2 separate regions of the Callithrix jacchus genome follow, and region 2 is linked to region 1. Evidence: chromatin contacts called from public Hi-C data. All regions are on one chromosome and are shown on one strand. Each heading gives the region's core, a stretch centred on a gene start, on an enhancer-like site or on the middle of the called end of the contact. The rest is flanking DNA. Distances are from core to core; before and after follow the strand shown. Region 1 holds the start of PTK7 (protein tyrosine kinase 7 (inactive)). Region 2 overlaps PTK7 (protein tyrosine kinase 7 (inactive)).

Region 1 (4,706 bases), core at 1,131-3,630:
ACCATCTCAGTGTGGAAAGTAACTCAGCCATTTATGGCATAATTACCCAGACTTTAAAATGGTCTAATCCACAAGCCTAGCCAGCCTAGGTTCCTTACTCCAGCCTTATTAGCAGTGGGATCTCACTACAACACCAGTTAATTACACGGTCAAACAATGAGATGGAAAAATCTACTGTGATCTATTAAAAAATCGTTGCCCCCTGAAGTCATGTGTCTGGGGGTGGGTTGAGTCCCAGGATTTCACTAGAAGACAGCAGGCGCCTCGGTCTCCGCTGAAATTGTTTACAGCACATGGACAGGTTCCACCACAAGGCACATTTGGTGGAACTGATTTAAGGCTCTCATTAAAATGTTCCTTTGTTGAGCACAAGACATATCCCCACCCCTGAGGAGACTACAGACCTCCTGTCCCAAGCCCTCAGCCTGCCCTAACTTCCCCCAACAGGATTCCCCCCAACACACACACACTAAACAGCAGTCACCAGATTAAGTCAATTAACATCAGAGTCATCTTCTCAAGGAAAGAATTTAGGAATGTAGCATTTGTTGAGCAAGAGCCCCATCTTCACCAGAATCTCCCCGACTCCAGAACTCTGAACAGCAGCAGTGAATGCAGCCTCACTGGGCAGACCGACACACCAAAACCCAACCAGGAGAGCCAGGAGGCCTGTGAGCTCCGGCTGCTGGCCCAGATGGCTGGGCCCCCATCCTGGCTGTACAAAAAAACTTCCATACTTCCTCTGGGAGCAGATGTGGATTCTGCCATGAGCAATAACCACCACACACATCACAAGAAACACGGGCAAGTCCAGAAATACCACCTCCAAATCCCTGGAGCTTGCTCTCTTTCCTGGGTTACATTTACCTCTCCTTTTACAACTGGGGGCAGGGGAGATGTTGATTCCACCAGCACCAAAACCCCTCCACAGCTGGCAGGCCAGAAAGATGTCAGAAAGGCAATTCTCTATTCATGCCGCCTTCAAAGGAGGGGGAAGGAGATCACTTAGGACAGGTCTCCCGGAAAGAGCTCCCCAAGAAGAAGCTGCTTCGAGGACCAAAGAAGAGTTTGCGTTTTGGAGGGTGGGGGGCTTTATTTCCAGTCCGGGCTGTTTGGGATGTGAGAGTGGCTTGGTGCTTTCCTAAGGCACTTCAACACCTCAGTGATGACTCTTAGGTGTGACCAAGCCAGGAAATAAAAGCTGTGGGGGTTGGGGGAGCCCTGCTGTCTGCCCTAGTGATGAGGGCCACACCGTCGTTAAAATGCTAAGCTCCCCCCCACCCCCACCAAAAAAGCCAGAATTAGCTCTTTTGGCCTTTCTGCTCTTAGAAAGATTTCCTTCCCTCTGTGAGGACAGCCAGGATGGAAATCCAGGAAGGAGCAGAACAAACCCCGTCCGCACCTTTGCAGGCAGGCCATGCCCGATTTTGGCAGCGGCCTTCACACATTAGTCACCTCGACAGCCTGGGACCCTCTGCTCCCCGGATTCGACCCTGGCACGGAGTGGGCGCAGAGTTCCAGCCCAGTAGTTAGAGGCCATGGGGCAGCCCCTAATTCTTCCCTTCTTCCGCCCTCACCCTCAGAGCCATCTGAGGTCCCAGCTTTGCCCAGGAACTTGGAGAAGGGAAGCCAGGAGAGTCGGGTCGGCGTAGGTAACAAAGCTCCGGGCTTTGCGCGCCGCAGGTCTGTCCGGCATCGGGCCCCAAACCGGCCACTCTCACCTGGACTGAGCCTCCTGGGAGGGTCTCCCTTTTCCCCATCACACCCCCCATGGTGGTTGCTGGTAGTCTTTTCTTCCCCTACAAGAAACTCTCCATTTGGGCCCGAGAGCCGGCAACTCCCGGTAGTTCTCGATCAAACTCCCGGATCAGACAGGAAAACTCCGTGAAGCTGGAAACGCGTCCCCACGGCGCGGGTGGGAGGGACCCTGACGGAGTCCGCGGAGGCTTCGCCAGCCTCCCGGCCCCCGGGCTCTTTGAGCCCTTCCGCCGCGAGCCTGCATCCCCAGCGAGCCTCTACACCACTCCAGGGCCGCTCCAGCCGCCCAAACCCATCTCCCCGGGTGCCGCCTTTTGCCCACGGGACTCCCGCGCTTCCCAAGCTCCATGCCCCCAGCTCTCGGGGACTCACCGCCCAGCAGCTGCAGCAGCAGAACGCTGAGCAGAGACAACCGCCGGGGTCCGGCCGGGTATCCCCGCGCAGCTCCCATCGCGGCGGGCTCGGGAAAAGGAGCTGAGGGCGCACGGCGGGCGCCCAGACTGCGCTCCGCGGCGGGCACAGGAGGCGGAGCGCACCCGAGCGCGGGCGCCGCAGCAGCAGCCGCAGCCGGAGCCAGACCCCGAGACGTCCCGAGCCGGAGACGCGCGCGCCCCGTACCTCCGAGTCCTTGCGCGCCGCCGCCGCCAAACCCCGCCCCACGACGCCCCCTCCCCTCCGGCCCCCGCACGGCGCCACACCCCTTCGACGCCCCCTCCCCGCCGAGGCGGGGAGGAGCTCAGTCGGGGGAGGGGTCTGGAGAGGGATGGAGAACAGAGAGACCAAGGCTCAGGAGAGCACAGGGGACCTGAGCTAGGCAGGGGAGTGTTTGCTATGCCTACCACCGACTCTCCAGGGACCCAGGAGAACCCAAGTGACTTGTACGATTCCGTAGATCCTGGGGGGTGAATGGTCCATTCTGGGCTTACCTGGAGGCTCTGGCCAACAATTCCCCCAGAATTCTCCAGATTGCGGCAGGCGAAGAGGTGGGCCCCACCCACTCTACAGCAACCCAAAATTTTATGGGAGACCCAAAACAGCAGGGTGTCCTTAATGTCCCCAAGTAGGGTAACCTGAAGATGCTTTGTAGCCCGAAGAGGGGCTGAATGGTGCATGACTGGGGTCTGGTTTGGCTCTAGATCAATCTGATCCCAAAGTAGAAACATGCTAGGCTCTGAAAGCCAGGCTGAAGTCTGCTAAACTGACAAATTCATCCCAAGTCCATCTCCAGGCAGTCTAGGCTGTGTCAGGGTATGGCCAAGTCTCCAGCTGTGGGGAGGCCCAGCACAACCCTTGTTCCAGGCACCCCCCACCCCTAGTGCCACCACCCCCACATTCTTTCTTTGTTGTGAAAGCAGCAAGGGGTGTAGGAGGCGGGTCAGTAGGAGTCAAGCTTTAGAAGATGGGCCCCAGCTGCTGCTCAGGCCTCCAAGATATGCTGAGAGGGGATGGATAGTGCCTTGTCTCCCCTCTGGCTCCAGAGAGCCCCCCAGGCCTGCTTAGACCTCCCTTCCCCCAAGCAGCTGGGAGGAGTAACAGCAGCCACAGAGGGCCTCACAGCCAGGAGAAGTGGCGCCAGGACTCCAGGGTCCTGCCACATGGCCACCACATGTCCCTGACAACCCAGTTCACAGCACCTTCTCCATGGGTTGTGGGCCTCCTCCTTCCCCATCCCCCAGAAGCCTTCCTACAGGCCCTGCTGGAGATGATACAAATGAGGGGGTAGAGAGGAGAGATCCAAGAATCAACACTCCTGCCGCCCCATCCATCACTGCCCCTCACCCTCTGTGAAGGGCCCCAACACAAGCCCTGCTCATACCCTCTCCAATCAGGACTCAAATTGCAGAAAGGTTACCTGATTGTTTTATTTAAGAAAAGTGAAATACGTGGACCTGAAGTGAGACAGCAGAGGGAGGGGATAAGAGTGGCCAGGGCAAGGCGGCTTGGCTGGCCAGCCCCCAACCCTCTGACTGAAAAGCCAGCAGCAGGCTGCATCTCTGAGGGCCATACCTGCTTTGTACCCACCTTGGGGGCCTCAGAGCTAGCTACTCTAGAGGACCACAGAGTGGGGAGAGGGTGTCCTGAGGGTCCTTCCTAAGAGGGATTCCTGAGGAGGGAGCTGAGACCCTAAGGGCAGCAGCAATCTTCTGGTTAAACTGCTCCCCTTCACTGTCCCACCTAGGGGTGGGGAAGAGCCAGGAGCAATGGGGAATGCTGTGAGGGCTGTGGGCAGGGACCCAGCAGACCTGGGGGCCGAGCTGAATGTCAACTGCTTGAAGAGAGGTCCATCGTGCTGGCACTGAGGCCCCGGGAGACCTGAAACAGACAATACTATCCCATCAGCCCCGGGACCTCAGCCTCCCATCCTGGAGTTCATTCATCCCGTGGCCACAGCGTATCTACGGATCTAGGATCAGTTCTATCGCTAGACCTGGGAGTCTGTTTAGCTTCTGCTAGGGTTTTCCAGAAGGCCACAATCTGGTGGAGAAACTACCTGGAAGACCCAGGTGAATACTGGCATATACTTTGTGTTGATACAAGAGATCATTTGCCATTAAAATATCATTACTGTTTTCTCAGATGGGGATTATTTATTTATTTTATTTATTATTATCTGTTTTTGAGGCGCAGTTTCGCTGTTGTTACCCAGACTGGAGTGCAATGGCATGATCTCAGCTCACCGCAACCTCGGCCTCCTGGGTTCAAGCAATTCTCCTGCCTCAGCCTCCCGAGTAGCTGGGACTACAGGCGCGCACCACCATGCCCAGCTAATTTTTGTATTTTTAGTAGAGACGGGGTTTCACCTTGTTGACCAGGATGGTCTCAATCCCTCGACCTCGTGATCCACCCGCCTCGGCCTCCCAAAGTGCTAGGATTACAGGCTTGAGCCACCACGCCCAGCCAGATGGGGATTATTTAATACTTTTCTTTTTCCATTCTCATCTACTAGC
Region 2 (4,706 bases), core at 582-3,081, 61 kb before region 1:
GTGTCTCCAACAGCAAAATAAAGAGTTGAACTAATATCCAGCATTTTCCAAAGGGTGACTTGCATGAGAATTTTTGGTGGCTCATGATAAACACGTCTTTTTTTTTTTTTTTTTTTTGAGGCAGAGTCTCACTCTGTCGCCCAGGCTGGAGTGCAGTGGTGAGATCTCAGCTCACTGCAACCTCCACCTCCAGGTTCAAGCAATTCTCCTGCCTCAGCCTCCCAAGTAGCTGGGACTACAGGCCCATGCCACCATACCCAGCTAATTTTTTTGTATTTTTAGTAGCGGTGGGGTTTCACTGTATTAGCTAGGATGGTGTCAATCTGCTGACCTTGTGATCTGCCTGCCTCAGCCTCCCAAAGTGCTGGGATTACAGGCATGAGCCATGGTAACCGGTAAACACATCTTAACGTATGCTAGGAAAAAATTTAACTACAACAAACCCATTTCTCATGTTTTTTCCTAGAATAAAAATAACTTAGTTTTTTTTTTTTAAAGGAGTCAATTTAAATAAAACATCAAGTAAATAATACTACAGGTGGCACACAGGAATGACAAGATCTGTTCAAAGGGCAGTAACGGGCCCCAGGGCCACACTGGACAAGATCTCTACCTATGATTCCCTCCACCCCTAACATTCTAGGTTTCAGGGACTTCAGAACCACTAGCCCATCCCCAGCCTCAAGACACAGCCAGTGACCTGCAGTTGGGCAGGGGCAGCTGTCATCAAGGCAACATACCCAGCGTGGTGATGGGCTGCAGGCTGGCCCGAGGGAAGTGCAACTTATCACTTGTGCTGTGGCGTTTATTGGTGGCTGCAGAGCCAGAGCCCAAGCTGGTCAAGGCCACTTCCTCTTGGATCTCTGCTGAGGGCTGCCCATTCTGCAAAGGCCCGCCTGGGAAGAAGGAGCACAGAGAAGTGTCACAAGGAGACCAGACACGCTGGCCACCACAGGGATTTCTGTTCTGTCCCCTGGTCTTCCACTCTTGCCAAATTGGGTCCAATCACATGCTCCACATGAAAGAGTGAGCCCAAATGATGAAATGATGGGGCTGGGGCTGTGTGGTGGAGAGATGGGCATCCGCCAGGGTATGACCACTTAGTGATGCAACTGATTATGACCTCTGAGATGGAATCAACTGCAATGTCTAATCTGAACCGCTGGTCCTTGAACACCATAGCTACAATAAGGATTTTTTGCTTTCATGGGGCCTCCTATTGGCCAAAGCCCTAAACAGGCACAAAGGGAAACATCACAATAATGGAGACCTGACCCCTGCTCCTGAACACCTGAGCAGATAGGAGAGACCCAGCAATGACCTCAGGGAGCTACCAGTCCAGGGAAGTGGGGGTAGGAGAAGGGAAGCAAACAGAAAGACTGCCCTTGGGGGAACTCTAAACTCTAAACAAAGCGAGCAACAGCAACATGTATACATGATGATATCTGTGGCTTCGTGCTGGGAGGAGGAAACAGCAGGGAATCATAGGAAGCTGGCCCAAGGAGATCCAATGAAGAGGTCTCAAGCCAGGTTGTTCAGAAGCCCAGTCCCGGGGAATCTGTCAACTCCAGGCTTCCCGCCAGGGGTGGGGCAGCCCCAGGTCCAAAGCCCAGCACCTGTTTCCAGACTCCTGGTGCTCTCCCCTCCGTGGCCGCGAGAGGGCGCTCAGCTCCCGCCCACGGGCACCACCTCCCTATCCAGGGCCCCTCACCATTGAGGCACTCCATCTCTGGCTCCTCGCCCTCAGGCTGCTTCTGCAGCCGCTTGGCTTTGCAGCGCTTCTTGCAGTAGAACATGAGGCCCAGCACAGCAATGATGTAGGCCACAGCCGCACCCACCGACAGCCCGATGGTCTGGATCATCTTGTAGGGGGGAGGGCTGCCAGGACCCTCCGACTCCTCCGGCACCGGCTTGTCTGAGAGACACATGGATGGGTCTGGGCAGGGGCTGCTAAGCAAACCAAGCCCTGCTTCTCCATTAACTCCTCCCAGCCCCATCCATGGGACAACTTTACAGATGGCCCGGGAAGGTTGCCACCTGTACTGGCTTTAATGAGGGCCAGCAGGTCCTCATGCCCCACCAAAGTCACAGGAAGACTCTGAAGGAGATGAGGCCAGGGATTCCCAAGCTGGCTGTGCATCAGAAGCCAAGACAGGTGATGGGGATGGGAAGCATACCTGTCAGGAAGCTGCCACAAACCCAGACTATTTATTAAGAAGCTTCCTGGCCAGGTACACCTGTAATCCTCACACTTTAGGAGGCCAAGGCAAGCGGATCACGAGGTCAGGAGTTGGAGACCAGCCTGACCAACATGATGAAACCCAGTCTCTACTAAAAAATACAAAAATTAGCTGGGCGTGGTAGTGCTCACCTGTAATCCCAGCTACTCGGGAGGCTGAGGCAGGAGAATCACTTGAACCCAGGAGGCGGAGGTTGCAGTGAGCCAAGATCGTGCCATTGCACTCCAGCCTGGGCAACAGAGTGAGACTCTGTCTCAAAAAAAAAAAAAAAAAAAAAAAAAAGAAGCTTCCTAAGTGACTTGATAATGTGAGCCAGGAAGCCAGGGAGAGCAGCACTGGGGAGTTTCAGGTTTAGAATTCCAGGTACTGCCTGGCACAGAGCAGGTTTTTCTATAAACAGATCTGTAGAAGAGATCTGCTGCCTAGGGGCTTTTCAACGGCCCACATGGAGGGGTCTCAGGGGCCATTGGGGGAATGAAGGGAGAGAGACCATGCAGGATCCCCCACTTGCCACACACACCCCAGTGGCTCTCACCAAGGGGCCGCCTCACTTCGTTTTTATCCACTTAAACTTTCACATTGTATTTTGTCTAGAAAAAGAACTCTGCTGCTAAACCAAGAAAGTTTGAGAGCTTCTCATTTAAACCACCTCTACCTGTGAATGCAGAAACAAGACCTCAGAGGAGAAATAAATCCCCCAGGGGCACAGAGCTAAGTGCAGGGTCTTTTACCTGACTCATCATCCTCTCTGGGCCTCCTGGAGAAAAGAACTTTGCCCTGCTGCATTCTGACCTGGTCCTCCCCACCCACCCTGAGATATGTGTGGCTGCTGCAGGAGACCCGGAAGGCAGCACACCACCACCCCCAGCAACACACACACACTCCACTGGCTGTGGGATGCTACATAAACGACAGCCTGGCTCTAAGCAAGGACTCTAAGACTGCCTTGGCGAGGTGAAAAAGACATAGCCGAATCCCCTCCCCTGCCACAAAAATGGCTTCTGTGCCATGTTCTGTACACAGGGGCTGATTGAGTACAAGGTGACAAACGTCCGGGTCCACCACTACCTGTGCAGGACACCTCTCCCCAGCCCATACCCACGACATAGAGGGGGGCCTCCGTATGCTTGATGTTGCAGCTGTTCCCCGCAATGCAGGTGTAGCGGCCTGAGTCCTCAGGGGCCACGTCATGGATCACCAGGGAGCCATTCTGGAAGATGTGCATCCTTCGGGAGAGAAGCCACAGCGCTAGCTGGCTCGCAGGCAGAGGGGGCTGCAGGAGAGGAGAGGCGAGGGGTGTGGAAGGGGGGTGGCCTTACCTGGGTCCCAGCTTGGTGGGGTCCAGGATGCGGTCCTTGCCCTTCCACTGGATCAGTGGCTTAGGGTCCCCCTGGGCCTCGCACTGCAGCAGGGCTGTGTGGCCCTGGTACACAGTTGTGCGCTCTGGCTCCACTTTGAAGGTGATAAAAACTGGATGGAAAGAGACCAGCGAGGGGCAGGGAGGGGTGAGCCAAGGGGATGGCTGGGTACAGGGTGCTGCCCCAAAGGGCTGCCCAGCCCCAGGGCCCTGCCATGGTCGCACCTGCCACAGTGAGCTGGACGTGGGCACGAATCTGGCCCTGTGGCCCGTTGGAGGCAATGCAAGTATAGTTGCCAGCGTCATCTCGAGTCACCCGGGCAAAGTGCAGGGTCCCAGCGTTGTCGGTCACCCACTCTGGGAGGCTGCTCCCATCTGCAGGGGTAACAAAGGGGAATTATGGGAAGAATTAGAGTTACACGATGGCTGGCAATGCCGTCAGCCCCTTACCTCTACTCAAAAACAAAGTCCAAACTCCTGAGCCAGGTGTTGAAAGCCCCCCATTATGTACCCCTCTTCCAATTCTTCAGTATCACCTCCCCCTCCTCCTACCGCCCTGTGTAACAGTCCACTTCCACCAAACCGGACTCTGCTTGGGCCCAGAATCCGCCCTGTCCCTGCCCCCAACCTGTCACTCCTCCCTCCTCGAGCCCATTCCCACTCTGCCATCCCAGGCTGTGGATCCATTTTGAGCCTCAGCTCTCTGGGAAAGTTCCCCCAGACCTGAGTAGAGGGAGCCTACTTCCTCCTCAGAATCTATAACTCTACTCTCTCACTCTAGGTGGAAATGTCAAAATTGGTCCAACCTTTTAAAAAACAATCTGGCAACTCGCATTAAGGGTTATAAAAATGTTCATACCCTTTCATGCACAGTTATTCCATTTCTGGGAATCTTTCCCAAAGGAAATGAACCTAAATCCAGAAAAAAAACTTTGGCTTAAAGTTGTTTATTGTAGCAATTAAAAAAAAGGGGGTGGGTAGGTGGTTAACAACCAAATCTCTAACATTTAAGGAATAGTTAAGTAAATTACAGTGAATTCAATTGCTGAAACATTGTTAGGATCATCAAAACGAATATTCATGCAGAATGTATAAAGAAGTGGGGAAAT

Evidence for each region. Hi-C and Micro-C count contacts between places; a contact is called where the count stands out from the background.
Region 2: a contact with region 1 is called in a Hi-C map of skeletal muscle, with 5 times the contacts expected there. The contact joins the enhancer-like site here to the promoter of PTK7 in region 1. A contact is called at or near these places in 3 of 3 Hi-C or Micro-C datasets (induced pluripotent stem cells and skeletal muscle).

What each region holds. Positions count from the first base shown.
Region 1 is chr4:51,553,776-51,558,481 of calJac240_pri, reverse strand. PTK7 (protein tyrosine kinase 7 (inactive)) reads right to left here and starts at 2,380. Exons shown (of 21, transcript XM_078369189.1): 1 at 2,131-2,380. It overlaps KLC4 (kinesin light chain 4), which reads right to left. Exons shown (of 17, transcript XR_013534220.1): 17 at 3,596-4,071.
Region 2 is chr4:51,614,451-51,619,156 of calJac240_pri, reverse strand. PTK7 (protein tyrosine kinase 7 (inactive)) reads right to left here. Exons shown (of 21, transcript XM_078369189.1): 12 at 3,823-3,972; 13 at 3,560-3,710; 14 at 3,339-3,466; 15 at 1,712-1,915; 16 at 741-896. Among named protein-coding and RNA genes, the nearest start is that of SRF, 28 kb to the left of the region's middle. Within about 2 kb of position 1,831, at least 2 of the 16 cell types and tissues checked have an H3K27ac peak or open chromatin away from gene starts, as enhancers often do.